2 separate regions of the Rattus norvegicus genome follow, and region 1 is linked to region 2. A link is a contact called in public Hi-C data. All regions are on one chromosome and are shown on one strand. The core of a region is the stretch at or near the end of the contact, and the rest is flanking DNA. Distances in the headings are between cores, read along the strand shown.

What was found. A called contact is a pair of places that touch in the nucleus more often than the background predicts.
Region 1: a contact with region 2 is called in a Hi-C map of liver, with 5 times the contacts expected there. The contact joins two enhancer-like sites. A contact is called at or near these places in 3 of 12 Hi-C or Micro-C datasets (the A7r5 cell line, liver and psoas muscle).

Annotation. Positions count from the first base shown.
Region 1 is chr5:95,592,362-95,598,335 of GRCr8, reverse strand. The region is part of intron 10 of Ptprd (protein tyrosine phosphatase, receptor type, D); the gene reads left to right. Among named protein-coding and RNA genes, the nearest start is that of Dmac1, 1.3 Mb to the right of the region's middle. Within about 2 kb of position 2,410, at least 55 of the 93 cell types and tissues checked have an H3K27ac peak or open chromatin away from gene starts, as enhancers often do. A contact at or near this core is called in liver, where this site is marked.
Region 2 is chr5:95,508,386-95,514,764 of GRCr8, reverse strand. The region is part of intron 10 of Ptprd (protein tyrosine phosphatase, receptor type, D); the gene reads left to right. Among named protein-coding and RNA genes, the nearest start is that of Dmac1, 1.2 Mb to the right of the region's middle. Within about 2 kb of position 4,299, at least 17 of the 93 cell types and tissues checked have an H3K27ac peak or open chromatin away from gene starts, as enhancers often do. A contact at or near this core is called in liver, where this site is marked.

The sequences.
Region 1 (5,974 bases), core at 1,161-3,660, 85 kb before region 2:
ACATCTAGGACCTTCTGGTGCGGAAGAAGTTGGGCTTGCCATTTATTCGTGCTGTGATCCACGTTGCTCACCTTGGCAACAGCCAGTACTGAGTTCTCTAGCTCCTAGTTGGAGAAGAGAGTACTTCCCAGACCATGAACCCAGAGTAGTCAGGCTTCACTGCTAGTAGGCTCTGATCAGCAAGGTCAGATGTGGAGGCAGAAGGCACCTTGTCTTTCCAATGCCCAGAGGAGGTATTTCCAACATCTAGATGAGAAAAGTAGGGTCACTAGTTCATGAGGGAGGATGTGCCAATAAGGGAGACAATCTGTAGTTTATATACTGGAGGAGAGTGATTTACCAAGAAGCTCAGATTTCTAGATTAACTCTGAGGGCAGAGAGATTAGACAGTTCATTGTCTCTGTTCAAGCTTTCAGTGGGTTCCATCCAAAACTTGGTTAAACATGGCTTGGAACTTGCACAATAATGCACTTCTTTGTGGTTCTCACTGTAAGGCTAACCATTCAAAGAGGAGGAAATGGAGGTTAAAAAACAATAAGGGAGAGTTGGTCGAGGGTGCTTCTTTACTCCCAACATGTTGAGAAACTAAACGACATCTCATAAGACTCCTTCCAAACGGTATGCCTTCGTTTTGCAGTGTACAGGACAAGAGGAATACTGACCATCCATTCAGTAATTTTCAAGTGCACAGCATGCAGAGGACTGAAGCAGATACACAGGCAGCTAGAGACGACAGTCAGGGTGCTAGATACTGGACCACTAGGTTGCTTCTAAAGAGGTCTGCTTACCTTTGCTCCTTCCAAGACTGTTCGAGTCTGCAGGAGTAAGTGCTGTTTGCATTGGCTGGCCTGAACACAGAATGAGCAGTGGAGGTGGCTTGAAGGCCCAGGCTTCGCTTCACTTGACCTTTCTCATGGTGTTCCTAATGAATTTTGATGGGCTGGTTGCCAGTGGAGGCTTCCAGCTGCTGACTTCCCCCACATGCTGGAGATCATATGAGTAAGGAAGAAGCTTAAACACGTCTTTTAGCTAGCAATCCGCACCAGGCACCTTTTCCACCCTGGTCCAACCATTGGTGCCTGTCTGGAGAGGTTTTTGTTGTCTTTCAGGAAAGCCGGAGAGCAGTGCTTTGCTAACATAAGAGCAAGTAGTTGAAAGCACCCTAGGAGTTTTCACACCAAGATTTGGGTACTTCCCTTCCTTCCTCTCTGCCTTCAAAGTAAGGATCCTACAGAAAAGTCCAAGAAGGAGGATGCCAAGGTGAACTGGGATAGACACAACTCAGTCTCATCAATGAACGCCCCTTGTATTATTCAACTGCTTTGAATAGGGCGCGACCAGCCTTTCTTCCTCCTGTGCTTCAGGAAGCAGAGCGGGAAGCGCCCGGGTGTGCATGTGCCTGCACCAGGATGAGTTGAGTGAATCTGAGAGGGTCTTTTCTGGCTGGGTGGAAGGATGTTGGGGAGTGACGTCACCCAGCCCCCTCCCCTTCTCCTCTCTCTCTCTCTCTCTCTCTCTCTCTCTCTCTCTCTCTCTCTCTCTCTCTCTCTCTCTCTCCTGCTTGTGTGCGCGCGCACGCGCTGTGTTTCGAGTGTGTTGTGGTGTGTGTTTGTGTGTGTGTGTGTGTGTGTGTGTGTGTGTGTGTGTGTGTGTGTGTGTGTACACGCGCCCCTTCGCCCAGTTCTCCAGCCTGTCCCTCCTTACTCCAGCTGTCTGGCCCTCAGTAAGTGAGGTCCAGATTGAAGGTTCGCCAGCGGGCGCAGCGGACTGGCTCTCCCCGCCCGGGACGCACCCACACTCACACTCGGGCTCAGACGGCACGCACACACAATCCCCAAGCGCTGGGCACAGCGATTCCGTGGGATCTCCAGCAGTTACGAGGATTTTAGAAATCACCCAGACAAGGAAACAAAGAGAGAAGCCTAGAAAATTACTTTCCTGAGCTCCCTCATTTCATTTCCCCAACCGAGCCACCTCGCCGGCAACTGTGACCGCCAGGTTCCCGCCAGGTTCTAGGTGTGGGCTGGCCACTCCGTCCTGGCTCCGGCCAGTGCAATCCGGACCCCACTCCCGAGCTGCAGGCACCCCTCGCCCGCCCCTCTCACCCCCGCGGGCCTCAGTATCGGGTTATCTCGCTCGCGCTTCACTTTTGGGGGGAAGAAGACAAGAACCGGAGGGAGGCGCTGAGGGGGGCAGCCGAGTTGCTATTTGTGGCCAAAGAATCTGCTTTAAAAGCAGCGGCGGCGGCAGCAGCAGGAAGGAGGAAACGGGAGAGGCGGAGGGAGGAGGCGAGACGCGGCCGGACCCCCCAGCAGCGCGCCGGAGCAGCCGCGCGAGGAGGAGGAGGAGGGCGCGGAGGAGCGTGGAGGAGCGGGAGGAGCGTGGAACAGCGGGAGGAGCGGGAGCGGCGGCGAGCGGCGGGCGCCAGGGCCGAGGACACGGCGCTGGCAAAGGGAGGCGGGGCGCTCGGCAGCACGGCCGGGACTCCCGCGGACTCGCCACTTGCGGCTGCCGCGCGGGCTGGGCGGCGGCGGCTGCGGGACTGAACAGCCGCCCGGAGGCGGCACGGCCTCGGAGGGCTGGAGCGCGGTGTTGGGAGCCGCGCGGGCGGCGGCTGCCCCGAGCCGACGTGAACAGGTAAGCCGTCCGGGTTCTGGAGCCCGGAGCCCGCCTAGCCCGGGACCGCCGAGTGCCCGGAGCGACTCCGCTCCGGATTCTGCTCAGCCACGGTTCGGCGATTTGCCCCGGGCGGCAGCGGCCCGTTCTGGAGGGCGATTTTGGTTGATTCTCTGCTCTGAACTGGTGCGGAGAAGGAAAAATAGGAGGCACTTGAGGGTCCGTGGCTGCCTGTGGGAGGGGGATTGTTTGGAGCGCTTTCTGTAGCCGGATAGGAGCTCTAGTTCTGCTGCGGGAATCTGGTGTACTCACACACACTCGTACCAGGGAAAGGAAACGCATAATTTATTACGAAGAGTTGAAGTAGTAGGAAACAATTCAAAAAGAAAGCCACCAACCAAAGATTCTTTGCTTTGCTACACGCTGATAGTAGGCTTTTCCATAGACATGCTAAAAACAACAACAAAAACTTGCCCTGGTTCTTCTCCGCGATGTTGATTTTATTTTAAATCTTTAACAAGTGAAGTCAGTTTTTGTTCTGCTTAGATTTTTTTTTTTGTAAGTATGAGCTTGGTTTTCATCAATCGTGTGTTCTAAATTACAAATAGTAGTGCCATTCTTCAAAACCCGGACTATCACAACCCACTTGTGTTGTTTCCAGTTCGCCCCCCACTACTCTACTTGCCTAACATTTCCTGTTGCCTGGGTTTCTTGACTGGGTTATATCCCCCAACCACATCTACAATCTGCACCTTAAAGGGATCACTGGCCCTGTATTTGCTCTTAAATTGTTTATCTTTTCTCTTTTACGTGCTCCGATAGCTAATGCTAGGGAAGTAAGAGGCAGCAGCTCACACATTTTGAGCCCTTTAGTAACTAGTAACTGTTTAGTTCACGGATTTGAGGTTGTAATTAGCTACAAAGGCAGACTTTGGTGTATTCTTTTTTGCCCGTCTGTAGCACAACTACGCTGATTCCCTTCAACCAGAGGTTCTTCTGGTGGTGTGCCTATTTCTCTGTCTCAGAGTGCACACACCAAGGTCTCAACTTGATGCAAATCCAGGATGGTACACCCAAACTCACAACATTCTGATTTAAACGAATCTTTAAATGATCCCAATTGTGAAAGCACTATTGATCTTCAAGGGAAAGCATCTTCCTTTGAACAGATCTCTTCTATGGCCCCATATTGTACCAAAAGGAAGCACATTTTTTATGCTCTGTATCCAAATTCTTGAAACAGATCTCCTAAATGGACAATAAAATTTCCCCTGCCTCCTGCCTCCCATAATCATGTACTGTACTGTCCTTTTCAACGGAGCTAGCAATTCTGTGACAGATTTTTTAAATTCACCCGCATGTTATCATCTATTATTGTACTTTCAAAGTGTGAAATTGACAAGCTGGTCACTTTCATGAATTCAGCTGTCAGATTGTGTCCAGTTAAAAATTGCTAAAAGCTGTAAATGTGCTTGCCTGGAATTTTCTTTTGTGAAGGAAAGACACAGGGGGATGGAGAATTAAAGGGTGTTTTTAATTGTAAATATTTTTAAATGGGTGCTGTTATGGGACACACATTGAGATTTCTATAACCATAAAAGAAAAGTATCATTTAGATTTGCCTATCTAATTTAAAATAATGAGCACTTAATATAAAGCCCTTAGTAATGGTGATACAATAGAAATGGGTTTCAAATAGGAAAAGTAGCCCGCAGATGTATTTTAAGGCAGATGAGTGAGATACTACTTTCTAATGACATGTAACGAAGCAGATGTGTCAACTGTCCTATTGTGGCAGTCATGGCAAAAATTCTTGGCCAGTGAAGTTGACAATTAATAAAAGTAATGAAGTGTGTGTGTGTGTGTGTGTGTGTGTGTGTGGGTGTGCATAAAATTATAAATACAGAACTGCTTAAAATAATGCATGCCATGATTTGACATGCTTTTTAAGATAGACACTCATTGAAAATCAAAATACCCCAAAGTCTAGAACTAAAAATTGGATTCCCCTCAAGTGCTGCTATTCACTAAGCCACTAGGGGCCTGTATAACTGTTCTTATATTCAGGAGACACCTTGCAATGGCTTACACAAACCCTTCCTAGAAGACATTTAAGAAAAATTCAAGTAGGCAGTTCTGTAAGTTGTTTTTTCCTTTTCCTTAAGAAAAACCCAAACCCATGCTCTGACGTTAGCTGTGGATGGATTGAAGGATATTTTGAGAATTTTATTGAGGTGTTCTATGGCATTCTGGTGGTATTAGGGTAATTTTCCATATAGACTCTGAAACAAAAAAAAATTACGCAGATTCTTATAAGATGCCTGTTTCTTAGTTTATGGTAAAATAAAACATGGGAAAAAACATAAATAACTTTTTCTAATTGGTCCAATAACGATATTGCTTACCCAAGGCAGGTTTAGAAGATAAACGAAGCAGAGTTACTTTAAAGGAAGTATGTACACGGATTAATTGTGTGATTGGAATGCTTTTGAAAGTGCTGTGTAAGTTTGTGAGGAAGGAGACACCAAGTCTCTTAAGTCTAGTTTAGACAGCATTTGAGTGACCTGGACTGAGGATGCTGTGTACATCTTTAGTGTCAGTTTCAAAAATCTGAAATTGACCAGCTGTGCCAATCCTGATGACGTTAGACAGTAAGATCAAGTCTACTTGCACTGATCTTCTGTTGCTTTCCAGTTTTTTTCAAATTGAAACGGGTGATTCTTTGTAGAAGAACACACTGTAAATATTTCCATATTGGATTCCTTCAGACTTACTTGACCGATCATGGCACTGAACGACTTTGTACTTTAAAGGATAAATGTGGAATTATCAACACTGTCTTATGTGAAAAATGCCACCCTAAGAAAGATCGATTCCTCAAAGTGTTCTTTTTAAACATCCCTTGCTAATTTCAGCATGTGTTTGTAAGTAGTCTAGAGTTATAGCTTGTTTGTGTCCTGAGAGCAGTAGACTTATTAAAGGCTAATATCTTTGACATCTATACAAATGGCCCTTAGTTCTGGTACCCAAAAGTTTCTTTGAAAGAACTTTACCTTTGATGTAGAGTACCTAACAGGGTGGCTTCAAGACACACTTGCAGTTACCAATCCATATATTTAAGGTACTAAGTATAAAAGTAATAATGCTCGGTTTTCCATGGGATTCAATGAGTATTTGATAAGTCCGGTTTTTATAAAAGGACAGTCATATTTAATTGAGAAGGTCAGGATGAGAAAGTGAGATTGTGTTAAACCAGATTTATTGGTAATCTCTTGCTGCCCCTTGGATTTCTTTATTTTCTTTGCTTAATCCTTGTTCTGTTCTGTCTCTGGAGAAAGTCACTAAGGAAAGCTGTTTA
Region 2 (6,379 bases), core at 3,050-5,549:
ACAATTTCACTGTGTATATCAGCCTGGCTTCAAACTCACTGAGATCTACCTCCTCCTACCCCTTTACTGGTGGGTTTAAAGGCATGTAGCATGCAGCATGACCCTGACCCATTAGATACATTTTGCATCACTAGTACCACTACTAATCCACGGTGGCTGGAAAAACTTGTTTTGTACTGCTGAGTTTCCTCACAAATGCTTAAGAGACATTATTTGTAAGTGATGGACTCCAAACTCCAGCCAAGTAAAAAGAAACAATAATTGATAGTGACAAAAATAACTGTATGGTTAAGGGTCCCCACAGTATGAGGAACTGTATTAAATGGTTGCAACATTAGGTAAGTTGAGAACCATTGCCTTAAACCCTATAAATTACATTCTTAGAGGCCTTAATCTTAGTCACCGCTATGGAAATTAAGGGCTTAGATATAGCTTGCTGATAGAATCAAGCACAATTCAACCACACGTACCAAAACCAAATAGATCCTTGTAAAAACAACAACAACAAAAGACAATGGGCTTTTTTCCCTCCTTAACTTTTTTCTTTATTTCAATAGTTACATTTCTTTGGAGTTACATTTCTTTAGAACAAGGCTTGTCTTTTTGAAAAGCTTGGTACAATAAACTATGTGAAGTGTTTTGTATATTTTAAACTATAATTTATGCCTTTTCTCTTCTGTTATGGCTCTGTGCTTGTTAATATGATAGATGAACTACACGTAAACTCTTAGTAAAAGAAAAAAGAGGGGAAAAAGACTAGATTGGATTCTGAGTGCTGTTTCTCAATTGGTGTGTGTGTTTCTCATAGATGAAGTTAGTATGAATTGAGGTTACTCACAGTTTCTGACGTCATGTGTTATATTTCCCCTGCAGAGAGGCTATGGCCAAATATGTTTCAAGTTTTTATTGACATGTTTATGTATATATTTATTTATTTTTGACTCATGTGACCCAGATCGGCCTTGAACATGTTACGTTGCCAAAGTAGAGATTGAACTACGGTTTTTCTTACTTCTGTATCCCAAATTTCGGGATTAATAGTCATATGCCAGTATGCCTAGCTCATTGACTAGATTTGAAGCAAGTTTCTACTAACAACAACAGCTTCTGTTTTAAAAGATGGCTGCTAAGGAAAAACATAGCTTCAGGCCATGTTGTGGTACCCCGGAAGTGCGTGAGTTAAAGCATGCCTCTTCCTTCGCTTTGTACATATGAGGTATCACATCTCACTAAGATTCCATTTGAAGTGTGCCCAGGCCTCTGAATACCTTATGAGATCACATCTGATTAAGATTTCAGCCCTACCTAAACTGCCGTCTTTGGTGAAGTTTTCCTAGTCATCGTCCTGGCAAATGGCATTCTAAACATCAAGGAGCCTTTGTGACTTACTTCTTATACTGATTGATTGCCCTCAGCTATGCTTCTGATTCTGCAGTGCATTGCGTGCTGAAAGTATGGTTACATGATACTGACAAAGTCAAAACCTAAAGAATTGGTGATATAGGAGCAACATAATATTGCACACTATCTTCAGATATCAATGAACTTATAAATACTACAGGTTGCATCATTCTTAAGTAAATAAGTAGTAAATAAAATTCTATTCTTCCAAGATGGATCTGAAGCAACAGGATTGACCCTGGCTATTTCCTCTCATTTATTATTTCATTTCGCATTTGAAAAGAATTATATCTTATTTGAATGATAAATAATGTCAATACTGGAGGTGCTTGTTATCTTTTCTCCACCATAACTTGTCTATTGTTCACTCTAGGAAAACTATGTTTGGGCATATTCTATCAACTGAAATATTTTTGATGTTTTTTTTCTACCATAGCTGCAGTATACATAACCCCTTTTACTGAGTTAACTTAATTGTCCTAAGTGAATTTTGAATTCTCCGTGACAGATGTGATCAAGTCCAGAATGCTTTTGATATGGCCCGTGATTCTGTTCAGCTTTAATACATCAAAACATAGTCAGAAAAGACAATAATTGAGCTGGGTTTTTTTATTTTTCAAAGTTAGCGAAAAACAATGTCTAAAGAGTGCATATAGCATTTGGGGGTAAAGTTTAAGAAGCCTCAAATAATGGCATATAACCAGAGGACAAGATTGTTTCCCTGGAAGAAGATAATCTAGAACTTTTTCCCAGTTTAAGAGGAGATTAAAGTATCCTGTACAAGAGTGCTTGGGAAGTTATAGACTGATCGAGTGGGGTCTGCAGAAAGATGTGCAGCGATGGAAAGAAAAGGGAGCTTGCCCGGTGAAGATCTAGCTGGCACTGTCCCCATCTCCATGTTTTCTTGTCCTTCTTTTTCTGTTTGCCATCTCCAGAACACTGTGCTGTAGCCATATCTTTCTCTTTTTTTGAAGTTGTATTTATTTTATGTATATGAGAACACTGTTGCTGTTTTCACACACACCAAAAGAGGGCATCAGATCCCATTACAGATGGTTGTGAGCCACCATGTTGTTGCTGGAAATTGAATTCAGGAACTCTGGAAGAGCGGTTAGTGCTCTTAACTGCCGAACCATCTCTCTAGCCCTTTCTTTTCTGATCCATTTTCCCACCCTCTTCCACTGTTCAATAAGCATTAAAATACTCAGTAGGACAAGGCTTTATTCAGGTGCCTTCTCCTCTACTTCATGAAAAAAAAAACAGTGGTACATTACTAAAGATACTCCTGAATAAAGAAGACAGAGGCAAAACATATACATGCCAAATGGGTTGAAATGATTGGTTGAATGGGGAACATGTTCTCACCATATTTTAATCATATGGATACCTTCATTACTCTCTTATTTCCTATTTCCTCTACTCTCCGATGCCCTTCTTCCCAACTTATTTAAGTCTTCTCTCTCTCTCTCTCTCTCTCTCTCTCTCTCTCTGTGTGTGTGTGTGTGTGTGTGAGAGAGAGAGAGAGAGAGAGAGAGAAAGAGAGAGAGAGAGAGAGCGAGCACACATATATGTGTATTGCCTCATTCTATTTAACTAGAGTTTCTTGTAGGACCATGTGCAGAAGACTCTTTACTCGTTTATCATTATTTATTTTATGTGTATGGATATTTTGTGTGCATATATGTATGTCTGTGTGTCTCATGTGTTTGGTGCTTCGGAGGGCAGAAGAGGGCATAAGATACCATGGGAGTGGAGTTACAACCACTTGTGAGCTGCCCTGTGGATGGTGGGGCTTGAACCAGAGTCTTCTGGAAAAGAAGCCAGTGCTCTTAGCAGCTGAGCCATCTTCCTAGTCATATATTTAGTCACTTTAAAAGTATGTACATCTTTGTGTAGTTATGTGTATGTGAGTGCAGGTGCCTAATGAGTCCAAAAGAGTACTTTGGATCCGTTGACATTACCATTGTGTGCTACCTGCCATTAAGTGCTGGGAACCAAACTTGGGTCCTTTTGAGGCACAGGACTCTCAGGGCAGATAATAGACTTGGACATCAAGAATCACTTTAGAGTTCTTCATAAACAGACATCCACTTTTATTGCCATGCAGCTTCCAAGCATGTAATTCCAAACTTTTTTGTATTTTGATTCTGGGACAAATCACAAAAGCAGATATTGTCTTAACACATGCTAAGGTGGAATGGACCGCTACACTCAGCTTTATTATTTGTTTTATGTGACTTTGGACCATTTTCTATGTTGGCTAACAAAGCCAAAGTCAAATCACACTTAGAGCAGGCAGGAATGTAGTTGCCCTGGGCCATTAATTTATAAAAGATGCCATGGTGTTTGCCATGGTACTGTTTCTCTTAGATTCTCATGTTCTGGGGCAGTTTTTGACTTGCCATTAATGGTGAACAGTAATTTGTTCCTTATTCTCTCTCTCTCTCTCTCTCTCTCTCTCTCTCTCTCTCTCTCTCTCTGTCACACACACACACACACACACACACACACACACACACACACACACACACACACCACTAAATTAAGTGCTGAGAATACTCTGGTATTTGTGATCCATCTGTAACAATTAAAGATGACTTATATAGTCTTAAAAGAACATGGTATTCAGGAAAAGGGTAATGGTTTTTGTTTTCTTTCTAGTATCCATAGAAACTTGCCTGATTTTCTTTTAAAAAAATACTGGATACTGGAGAGTTTTTGTGTTCCTTGTGCTTTCACTAAGTTTCTGCTTGTAGTTTTTCTAAATTGACTCTAACCTTAACTTACCTAGCATGAAAGTCTGATTTACTGCACGTGAAGGACTATGCACAGGGTAGCCGCCACCAGCTTTGTGATCTCCATGGGTGGCTTGATGATTTTTTCCATGCCCTTTATTCTTTTGGCTAATTGACAGTGATCCTGTGGCACGGCTTTGACTGGGAGAGTTGTTGTTGGTAGCCAAGGCCTTCTGCAATCTGGAGGCAGAGGAATTGGCAGGAAGCAATAGGAAGGAGATTTATATTGCAACCTTTTGCTGAAAGTGTGAATACACACTATAGGTCATCCAAAGGGTATTCAGGTTTGGACAGAACCACGACTAAAGGAATTAACTAAAAGATTCTTGTCTTCAGAAGCCCTAGTCGGATTAAAACTTTCCTATATTCCCTTCTGTATGAATGAACATTCCTGTCCAGTCAGCCTTAAGGCTCCTGTCTATGCTAGCTCAGTCAGATTTGACTGTAACATAGTTATACTTTGGAAATCAGCACCTCTCCCGCATTAGTCACTGCCATTTCTTGGTTCCAGTCTCCTTTAAATACATGTTCTATCTTACCAGACTCCTTTTTTTGTGCCTTTGTGCCTACACACCCAGCCATGAGTTTTGGTGGGCTGTGTGTGTCCTCCTCATTTCTATTGAACAGATTCATAAAGAGCCCAGCTGTTCTCTGTCAAGGGTTTTTCTCTTTTATTAGTCTCAGAAGGCAGGGCTGGCAGGGTGCAGCATGTTGGTACAAGATCCCAGCTGTTGTAATTGAGCCTTTGGACTCCCTGATCATTTGAAACTTGGAGAAAAATTTGACCTCATCCTGGCATTTGTTTCTGTTTCTTCATTTGTTTGGTTTTGGGCATCTTACAGGACAGTGTCACTCTGAAACATTAAAGCAGTATGGAGAAAATTGAAGTCGGATTTGCTTTTCAATTTTTGTGTGTGTGTGAGGGGGTGGGAATTAAGAAAAGGGTAAAATGTTAGACAATGTGGATGCAAATAAATCTGTCCGGGCGTACCTTTAATTGGTAAACAGCCTAAGCAACCTTAGCAAAATTTATTCACACTTTTAAAAATAGTGTGATAAGAAAGCCCTTTCTTAGAGGCGCTTTGAAAAGCGGTTCAGAAAGGAAAGGATTTGCTGCTGCTTAATTAAAAGAAAACTTGCAGCCAAACCAAGAATCTGTTTTAAGAAGAACTTTGCACTTTTATTTATTTATTGTTTTTTTCCCCCAGTTCTTTGGGTGATTCTGTCAGACAGGCACTCAGGACACCTGCTCTGATAAGCTGACCAGCTATTGAATAACGGAATCAAACACTTTAAGCAATGAAAAATATCCACTTTCACTTCATTGTGCAAGATTGATAGACAAGAACATACATAATAACATACATTTATATTTAAGAAATGTAACTTATTTAAAACAGGGAACCTTGAGGGAAATGCTTGGTTGGGACTGAGTCATTACCCAGTTAAAAATAACCTTTCCAGGTCATGGCGTTTTGTTTGCCGCAGTGAAATAAGTTTATTTCAGCAGAATGAAGCCATTATTAGCTTGGCAGAGTCCACTTGTCAGAATTTTATGGAGCAGAACACCGTTTGGCTGGGAAATTCAATAAATACTGTAATGTGAGAGGAGTTAAACTCCAAGGGCTGAAGGGGCAAAGAGTGGGGGATTTGTTGCTAATTCATGGTTTTACAGCCTCGGCATAGCATTAGGAGCGAAGATGAGTTGTCATTAGAGGTCGGGTGCCCACACCTACTGTGAACCGCTGAGGAACCAGGATGTGAGGGTAAAATAAAAACTTTAATGTACATTAGGAGGTGAAGTCCTGACCAGTGAGGTAAATATGATGTGTCCCGATACTCAGGTTTTCATTTCTCTTTTCGGAAGTTAATTATCTTCTTTACCTGCTGTTTTGTCCTATCTTGGGTTTCTATAGCATACGAGTGGACTTGAAAAGCCTGTGGCAATCTCACTTAGTCATCAGAGCAGCGTTGTGATATGAAAATGGACCTGAGTCATTTGTCAGTGCAACAGCTTAAAAACCCAAACCATTGGCCACTCGCTGGTGAAAAATCTTCTTGCTTCACCTTGAGCAAATTTGTCAGCATGACAGAGGGCTTCATTCCTATCTCTCTCTCAGTATCACCCTAGGCAAGTTCTGTAACTTCAACAAGCCTTGGTTTCCTTATCTGCAAAATGGTGC